Linked DNA regions of Mus musculus: all the other regions are linked to region 1. Evidence: chromatin contacts called from public Hi-C data. All regions are on one chromosome and are shown on one strand. The core of a region is the stretch at or near the end of the contact, and the rest is flanking DNA. Distances in the headings are between cores, read along the strand shown.

Evidence for each region. A called contact is a pair of places that touch in the nucleus more often than the background predicts.
Region 2: a Hi-C map of cerebellum shows a contact between it and region 1, with 1.9 times the contacts expected there. The contact joins two enhancer-like sites. A contact is called at or near these places in 1 of 484 Hi-C or Micro-C datasets (cerebellum), 6 of 115 datasets of contacts at active chromatin or transcription factors (SST interneurons, astrocytes, embryonic midbrain and 2 more) and 1 of 9 other capture datasets (embryonic stem cells).
Region 3: a contact with region 1 is called in a Hi-C map of cerebral cortex, with 1.7 times the contacts expected there. The contact joins two enhancer-like sites. A contact is called at or near these places in 2 of 484 Hi-C or Micro-C datasets (cerebral cortex and embryonic stem cells).

Annotation. Positions count from the first base shown.
Region 1 is chr17:11,911,906-11,914,599 of GRCm38.p6, reverse strand. The region is part of intron 9 of Prkn (parkin RBR E3 ubiquitin protein ligase); the gene reads right to left. Among named protein-coding and RNA genes, the nearest start is that of D17Ertd648e, 30 kb to the right of the region's middle. Within about 2 kb of position 1,364, at least 35 of the 459 cell types and tissues checked have an H3K27ac peak or open chromatin away from gene starts, as enhancers often do. A contact at or near this core is called in cerebellum and cerebral cortex, where this site is marked.
Region 2 is chr17:11,065,871-11,068,564 of GRCm38.p6, reverse strand. Prkn (parkin RBR E3 ubiquitin protein ligase) reads right to left here. Exons shown (of 12, transcript NM_016694.4): 2 at 1,273-1,436. Among named protein-coding and RNA genes, the nearest start is that of Gm41526, 67 kb to the left of the region's middle. Within about 2 kb of position 1,329, at least 82 of the 459 cell types and tissues checked have an H3K27ac peak or open chromatin away from gene starts, as enhancers often do. A contact at or near this core is called in cerebellum, where this site is marked.
Region 3 is chr17:11,156,474-11,159,167 of GRCm38.p6, reverse strand. The region is part of intron 2 of Prkn (parkin RBR E3 ubiquitin protein ligase); the gene reads right to left. Among named protein-coding and RNA genes, the nearest start is that of Gm41526, 24 kb to the right of the region's middle. Within about 2 kb of position 1,322, at least 37 of the 459 cell types and tissues checked have an H3K27ac peak or open chromatin away from gene starts, as enhancers often do. A contact at or near this core is called in cerebral cortex, where this site is marked.

The DNA.
Region 1 (2,694 bases), core at 115-2,614:
GTTCTCAATAGGAGGTCAGCTATGTCTGCAGTGAAGAACCAGCCCGCCTCGGTCTTGGGCTTAAAAGCTATTTTATAGTAAGGACAGACTAGGTTCTCATTCCTGTTTATGGCAGGAATCTATTTCTCAAGACTGGGCTCTGCCCCACGTAACTCCCTCATCCAGGAAGTGACAATCACGTTTTTGTTTCAGAAAGTTGTAATCATCAATGACCTTGCAACCATACCTTTTTCTCAAAGGTTGTTATGACTGCCTTGTTATGGCCACCTTGCTAAGGTCTGCTTCTCTAAGCCTGCCTATTTTCTCTGCCAAGCCCCACACTTGGGAACTCCCTACCTCTTTGCTGTACAAATGTCTTCCTCACATACAATGTTGATCTCTTGAACCATATTTTTAGGGAGAGACAGCCCGTGTATGTGAATAAAAAAAGGCTTGCTTTAATTAACTGTTTGATTTAATTAATTTGGCATGGTGATTTGGGTCGGTGGTCTTTCTCTTTGCATCTTTGAGAGTTACAAGAAGAGTACATGAAATTAAGTTTGACAGCAAATTTAGAGATGTATAGGAGGACCATGAGGCCATTAAAGCCAGAAGAACGTGTTGACAGAGAGGAAATGACTGGCCACACTGGACAGTGAAGAGAAACGAGGGTGTCTGAAACGGATACAGATCCTAGGAAGTGAACAGGCTGCTGGCTAACTCTGCCTAAATTTTACTCATTGTAAAGGCATACCTCAGGGAAGGGGAGCTGGGAGAGGAAAAAGGAACTCGGGTTGCGGGGTGGAGAGAGGGGTGTCTTCAGAATTCTCCCAACACTGTTCAAAGGGGCCTGGGAAATAAGCCTGCCTGAGTGCACTCCTGCCTCACTCGTCATTTTATCTCCCTCCCACTCCGTCATTTTATCTCCCTCCCACTCCCCTTTCTTCCTTGTCTTAACGGGACTTATATTATTGACAAGTTCTGTATTTTAGTCTCCTTGCCGTAAAGTCACAGTCTTCATGCCGGCAAAAGTCAGAGCAGTACCACTGTCATGATTTTCCTTTCAAATGAGCTATATAATAATGATTATAATAATAATTCAATTTATTATTCCCGGAGACTTTTTTTAATTTTAATTTTTTTTTTTTAAATTAACCTCCTAGAGATCAAATTCATGAATTATTGATGCAGAGATTTCTAGATAGTTATTACTATGACATTCCCGGTAAATTTCCTCCTTGCGTTGTCAAGGCTTGGCTTAGCGGCTGAGAGAAGGCAAGCCTTTACAAACCAACCATCCCGGAAAGGAAAGAGCTTTCCCTCCGCTCCGCTCCGCGGGAGCTCCCAGCTGATTATGCGAGCATGGAGCTCTGGATTCATTTGCCTTCCAATGGCTCCTGCCACGCTGCTTCCAATTACTTTTAACCGGGCGTCCAATTCCCTTGTAGCTGCTGGGTTCTGCTTGTCCATCTGTCCCTGCAGGGGCTTGAAGCCCCAGAAAGAAGGTAGCAGTTAGAACATTTCAACCTAATGTACAATCCAGAGGACTGCAGGCCAGCCATTACAATACAATGACACGGGACTTCACCTCCTCTCGGTGAGCTGGAGAACCGAAGAGCAGCTGACAGAAATAAGGCCGGTGCGCACGAAGGGAAGGAGACCTGGCTCCTGCGCGGGCCACTTCCTTTTGTGAGCCACCTACTACTCAGGTTCCGAGGTAGATAGAGTCTGTAGGCTTCTGCTAGAAACCAGTGTGCTCAGGTCACGGAGGCGTGAGCTGATTTCTTTAGAATACTTTAAGTTATTTTTTCTTCTCCTCTTAGAAAGTCTTATATGCCACTGTCAGCAGAGCTGTTCCTAAGGACCCGTGTGTATTTATTTCCCCAAAGCTTTCTCTGTTGCTCCACGGCAGGATGCAATGGAGTACACTTTAGGCTGGCTCTAGAAAGAAGTTTCTAGTATTCTTAGGGGAGAAGGTAGGGGGTACAGATGGATTTCAGAGAAGCAATTTATTAGATTTATTAGTGATTACTTGATACAAATAAATCTCCCCCCCCCCCGTGTGTGTGCGCGCGTGTGCGCACATCTTGTGGTGATAGGACATTAAATAAAGGCATGTACCTCAGAGCTGACCATCTAGAACTTAAAGACACAGCTCTTTCTCATTTCCTTACGTCACTCTGTGTGGTTCAGGTTACTCCACCCCTCCGCCCCCCAAAGCCACCTTTCCCTTAAAATTACTGGGAGGATTAAGTGAGATGGAACTTAGCACAAGATCTGTCATATAGTAAACATTTAACCAACAGCAGCTGTCACACATCTGTGCTGCTGAGAAGTGAATTAAATATTGCTATGTAAGGGAAGCCACTTTAGAGATCCACATAAGTGACAGTCCTGTCCTACTCTGTGTCCTTGCCAGTGAAGTCAAGTCAGAGCAGGTGCGCCTGACAAACTGATGGAGCAACGCTAGGCTGCATAATGGGGAATATGTCCAAAGTCGTGGCCTTAAAGTGACAGGCTTAAATGGGTAGAGGCTAAGTACCAATCTTTTTAGACTCAAACACAAACTGAGTGCGGGAAGTTCCACAGGCTTCGGCTAGTGACAAGCCCACGCTGCTTCCGCTGCTGACTGAACCTGTAAATGCTACGAGGCACCAGCCTGTTGCTTTCGGGTCCACACTCGTGAGAGCTGGAAGTTACTATTGTCCTCTGGGT
Region 2 (2,694 bases), core at 80-2,579, 850 kb after region 1:
GTTTTAAAACCATTTATTTGTGAAGGAAACAATCTTAGGTTTAGAAGTTGGCAGGAACTGCAAAAGCTTTTTAGTTGACTGAAATTAAAAAAAAAAAAAAATCCAAACACTTCTTAGCACAGGCACTTCCCTTATGAAACAAATTGCCTGAAAGCAAAGCACAGCACTTTGTGCACAATGGGTGTGAGTCCTCCTGCCACCAAAGGGGGCAGGCGGGGGGGGGGGGGGAGATAGCAGAATCATTTGCATTTCTATAGTTTCTTTGTATACCCACATTCCAAAAGCATTTCACAAAGCAGCAAATACGTCAGCGCACTGCCTGGCCTGGGCAGTCAGAAGCTCCGAGTACAGCACAGGTCCCCACCCTGCTGTGAACCAGGGTGCAATACCACCCTACACAGAGTGGAGGGGACGCGCTTTTCCCTGCTTCTAATCACTTGAGTAAATGTGGTTCATATTTGCCGGACTTCCCTCCAAAACACTCACTGTTCTCTCATTCTAGGCAAAGGGCCCGTGCATCAATTGCTATCCAGTTCCTTGGATGCCTACAAAACTCATCTCTCCAAATGTACAAGATGCCATAAAGAAGCGGTTTCCACAGCACAGCAGGGGCCAGATACCCAGGAAGTAATAGGCAGGAAAGCAGATCCCCACAGTTTAGTTAGTTCTGTTTCAGGGGCGTCGGCCAGGGGTAACTCCGTCTACGCCCCCGAGATACAAAGATGGACTTTTGCTGTGTGAATTTGATGCTTCCTGTCCTTGGCTCAGAGCCCTCTGCAAATGGGGGCCCTGGGCCAGTGTCTGCTGTAGTCCAGGCAGCAGCTATGAGTGTCCTCCAGGGGTCACAGTTGGGTTGTAAATCCCTCACTAGGCATGGCCTGAGCAGCCTTCTTGGGAACGATTTATTTGAATCCTTCTTCATTACGATTCAAATAGAATAAGGAAGGTAAAAATTGAACAGACCCAGAAATTGTGCCTTCCTGCTCCCTCAGTCAGTAAACATTTATTCACTAAACTGAGCGCGCGCGCCCCTGGCTTCTCTCTCCCGGTCTTGGCTCACCCACACTTGTTCCTCCAGTCCTTCCTGCATACTGTTTTAATGCATAATTAAGAAGGTCAGAATTAATGAAGCCGTGCGGAGTAAAGTTCAAGGAATCCCCAGGTACTATTTATTCTATTAGATCTCAGGCGTGAATGTCAGATTGGCAGCATTAGCTGCAGGGTCTTTGGCCCTGGCTACATCCCAGGGACCACCCACCCAGGGAGACTCACTTGAACCGTCAGGTGATTCGGAAGCTCCTTCCCGGCAAAAATCACACGCAGCTGGTCAGCTGGAACCCCCTGTCGCTTAGCAACCACTTCCTTGAGCTGCAAGATGCTGGTGTCAGAATCGACCTCCACTGGGAAGCCATAGCTGGAGTTGAACCTGACAAACACTAGACAAGACCAGGGGCAGAGAGAGAAGAAAGAATATTACTCCAAACCCTTAATGGCCAGTGAAATGTCTCTGAAGCAGCTTGCCCCTCACCTGCCCTCCAGTGCATGGCATATATTTTCTTCCATTTATCACAGAGCATAAATTTATAGTATAGAGCAGTAGTTAGAAAAAAGACAAAACAAAACAAAACAACAACAACAAAAAAAAAAACAAACAAAACCAAAAACAGTTTCCCCTAGGTGTTTTTCCCTAGGTGTTTTCCTGCTCAGACCCTGGTCAGTGACCTGCAGACTACGGCAGTTTTGTGCCTTTCACAGCCCTCCTGGAACAGAGGGAGTAAAGCGGAGAACTTGCTTGATTGGAATCTCAAGATTCCCATGAGTGTATAGACTATTCTGCTCCAAAAGACTGAACAAATGCTCACTCCCTCCGCAGAGTCCTTTGCATAAAACTCAAAGGCAGCATGTGGATGCCCCAGAAAGAAATGGTGGAAATGGAAGCCACTGTGTAGACAGCTGAAGAGAGCTTGGGGCCTATGAAAGAACTCTGGGCAAGGTTTTGAATCTAGGTTCTGTGAAGAGTTCTGGACTCTGTGAAATGGTTGTAGGTTCTTGATAAGGCCTCCATACTCTGTGTAAGGATTTTGCACCCTGTGTTCTTAGCTCACAGGTGACAGTGGATTTCGAGCGAGATCTTGAAGTGACATCACCTCTGCTGTTGTGATCACTCTCTTCATTAGAATCTGGCTAGAGTCCATGATATCTCCCAGACTGTCTTCTCATTCCCCTTGTCACACCATCTCTAGCATTTCTCACATCTGCCTGCTGTTTACAACCACCCACTCTTTTAACACCACTCCAGGTGAGGCTCTTAGATACTTGCTAGTCTCCTGAGCCAGGTGGGGTGGTGCATGTCTTAACTCTCAACACTCAAAAGCAGCAGCTGGATTTCTGTGAATTCTAGGCCAGGGTGCTCCACATAGCAAGTTCTAGAATGGTCTAGACTGCACATAGCAAGTCCCTGTCTTAAACAGAAAAATAAAACAAACAAACAATATTTTCTAAATTCTTGCATTTATCTTCTCAATTAATCTACTTTTAGTTTTGTAGTATATTGTTTCTTTTCAATTTAAAGATTTCTTCAAAATAACATATAGTGTTAAATAATGGTTTGAGACCAAGATAGGAACTTTCCAGTCAACTTTAGGACAGGGGCCTCAATTCTCATTCATATTCTCTCTCTCTCTCTCTCCCTCA
Region 3 (2,694 bases), core at 73-2,572, 760 kb after region 1:
ATATGGTCTGTGTCATACCAAGCCAGTGGTTCACAAAGCACCCCAATGCACCTCATCTGTCGTTTCCTCCTAAAACATTACACGATGAATGGATGTGTGAACACCATCAGATTGTTTGCCTGGAAGACACTGTTGGTTGTAGTGAGAACTTAGATTTCTTTAAAAACCCACTTATGTTATAGAAATATGCTTTCCTTTTTTTACTACCAGGTGCCCAGGTGCAGGATACAGGCCTGCTTCAGTTTGTCCACAGCAGTTGACTATGTCTCATGCTCTAGGAGGGGTGTGGTTTTTGCCAGCCGCAGATAGTTTAATTCTGGGGACTCTGGAAAGGGAATAAATGCCAGCACCCCAAGAGGGGCTGGAGAAGCTCTGAGGAAGGAGGTGGCTGCTGCTCCCACTGCTGCTCCCAGGTGTTGTTGTTACAGTTTGTCCGGAACTAGAAGTTGGAGATACCCTGATGATGAAGATTGGACTGGCCCCAAGAAACATGACACCACCAATCAACAGGAAGTAGTCTGTATTTTAGCTGAAAGAAGCCCCTTTCCCCTCTAATGTTCTTTCTCTCCAACCTAGTATTGGGGGGGTGGGGCTGGAAGGGCTCATGGTGGATTAAAGGTTGGAAGGGAAGTAGAGGTAAAAGAATATAATAAAATAGCCAAAAATAGCCCCAAAAAGCACCATGGTATTGGTTGTTGCTTTTTGTTTTAAATATGGTCCTGGCAATCAGTTCATGCTAAGATTGGCTCTGTGAGATCCTTACATGCATTCTCCAGACGGTTTTACCTCTGTTCTGTGACATTAAGGAAGTCATGGTGTGTAGGAGGTGCCCAGAGCTGTCACATCTGCTTGCTTACTTGGATTTACAGAGACTGCCCCTCTATTATCTCCTCATAGGAACAAGAAGGGCTCGCTGTTATCTTGGCTTCCAGATACTGTGGCAAAGAACAGGAAGATGGATGGTAGATAGCAGGTGACACTAGAGAAAGAACAGATGAAGTGCACTGAACCCTGCAGCTAGGCATTCCCCAACATGCACGTATGCAATCAAACATGTGATCTTCTCCATCAACTTCCTAAGCATCTGACAGGAGTGCTTTCTGTGCATTGGTGTTTGGAAAAGGCAATGGGGGCTGCATGCGTGTGAGGAAGATGAGAGTTTTAGAGTACTGAGGGACATGTGGAAATGTAGACAGCTGACGTGTTGGTTTCTTGAGAAGTTGCAATGTTACATAAGGCCTCTGCTTCTGCTTCAGACAGAGCTGAAACTGCTCATTACACAGCACAGGCAGGGAGCACTCTGGAAGGCTCCTCTGCAAGCATCTGAGGGAGAGAGAGGAAAGCCGTCTCAGGAGGCTATTAGGGATCTGGTCTTCTGGCCACTCAGACTCTGGCACCTTCACAGCAGTTCTGACTCAGAATGGTGCCGAACTCAGTCCTGTGCCAGTTCAGCCATCTGCTGTCGCCTCACAAACGAGGAACAGTGGAGAAGGAAAGTTCGTGTTGGCGTGTCATGTGCACCCACTCTGCAAACTGTGTGCGTAGCTGTGCTTCATGTAATACCAAGCAAGACTTAGGGTTTTTCTTTTTTCTTTTTTTCTGAAGAGCATATTGCACAGTACTTTCTGGAAATGCTCCCAATGCTAGATACATGTCCCATTTGCATAGAAATATATGGTCTTTGATGTGCAGTCTGCAATGTCTGCAGAGAGTCTGAGATCAGAGGTTCCTCATTTTACCTGCCTTTTATGCGTCAATATCCACTCAGCGAACTATCACACTGGTGATTTGGAGGCATTATTTTAATTCCTAATGTAAATTTATTTTTCAGCAGATGTGGCTCTGAATCTATTATATTAAATGAATGAGAGAAAAGCATATGACATCTCATTAGTTACTAGCAGAAATTCTGCCAAGGGGGTGCTGGGTGTTCCATACTGGGGCAAATGGGATAGACCAATCTGCAAATTCATCACTGATCTCTCTCCCAGATGAGGGGAGGAAAGAACATTTCATTACATTGGGCATTGGGATGCCCAGCCCCACCAAGTGTTCAGGAATGTTTTACATGTCCCTGACCATCATCATTCCTACAACACTAGTTCTAAGCATTTGGGGTATCTGAGGCCATGTCCTATTACACTGTGGCTTACTGCCCCTCTCTGCAGCATTGCTCCTTCCTGCTGCTTGGTAGTGACCAGATGGGGCTTGCCGGAACCTGGGTACTCTAAGGTCACACACAGATCAGTTTGCTTTGCTTTGAGCAGTTGCTTAAACACAACAGAGAGAGCCAGGAAGGGTTTGGACAAGCTTCATTCATCATTGTGAATCATAAGCACCTTGCACAGAACATCCTGCTAAAAGTCTCTAACAGAAACCTAAAACGGGCACAGAAAGACAAATCTTTCCAAGAACCAAACTGTAGCTGGAGGTTCTCGTAAGACCCATTCATGGCTTTCTTAACAGCTCTGTAGGATCCTGGGAATTCCACATACCTGGAGAGCTTGGGGCCATGATCAGCACCTCAGAATACAACAACCTTCCTCCACACTTATCAAATCTGTCTGTCTGTCCGGTTAGTACTGCGAAAATAAATGAATCATTGCCTTATCTTCATAGCAACTATATTGATCATTTAAAAAATCATAGCTGATGTTGGCTACCCATGGGAGCTTCCAGGGTGAAGGTCAGAAC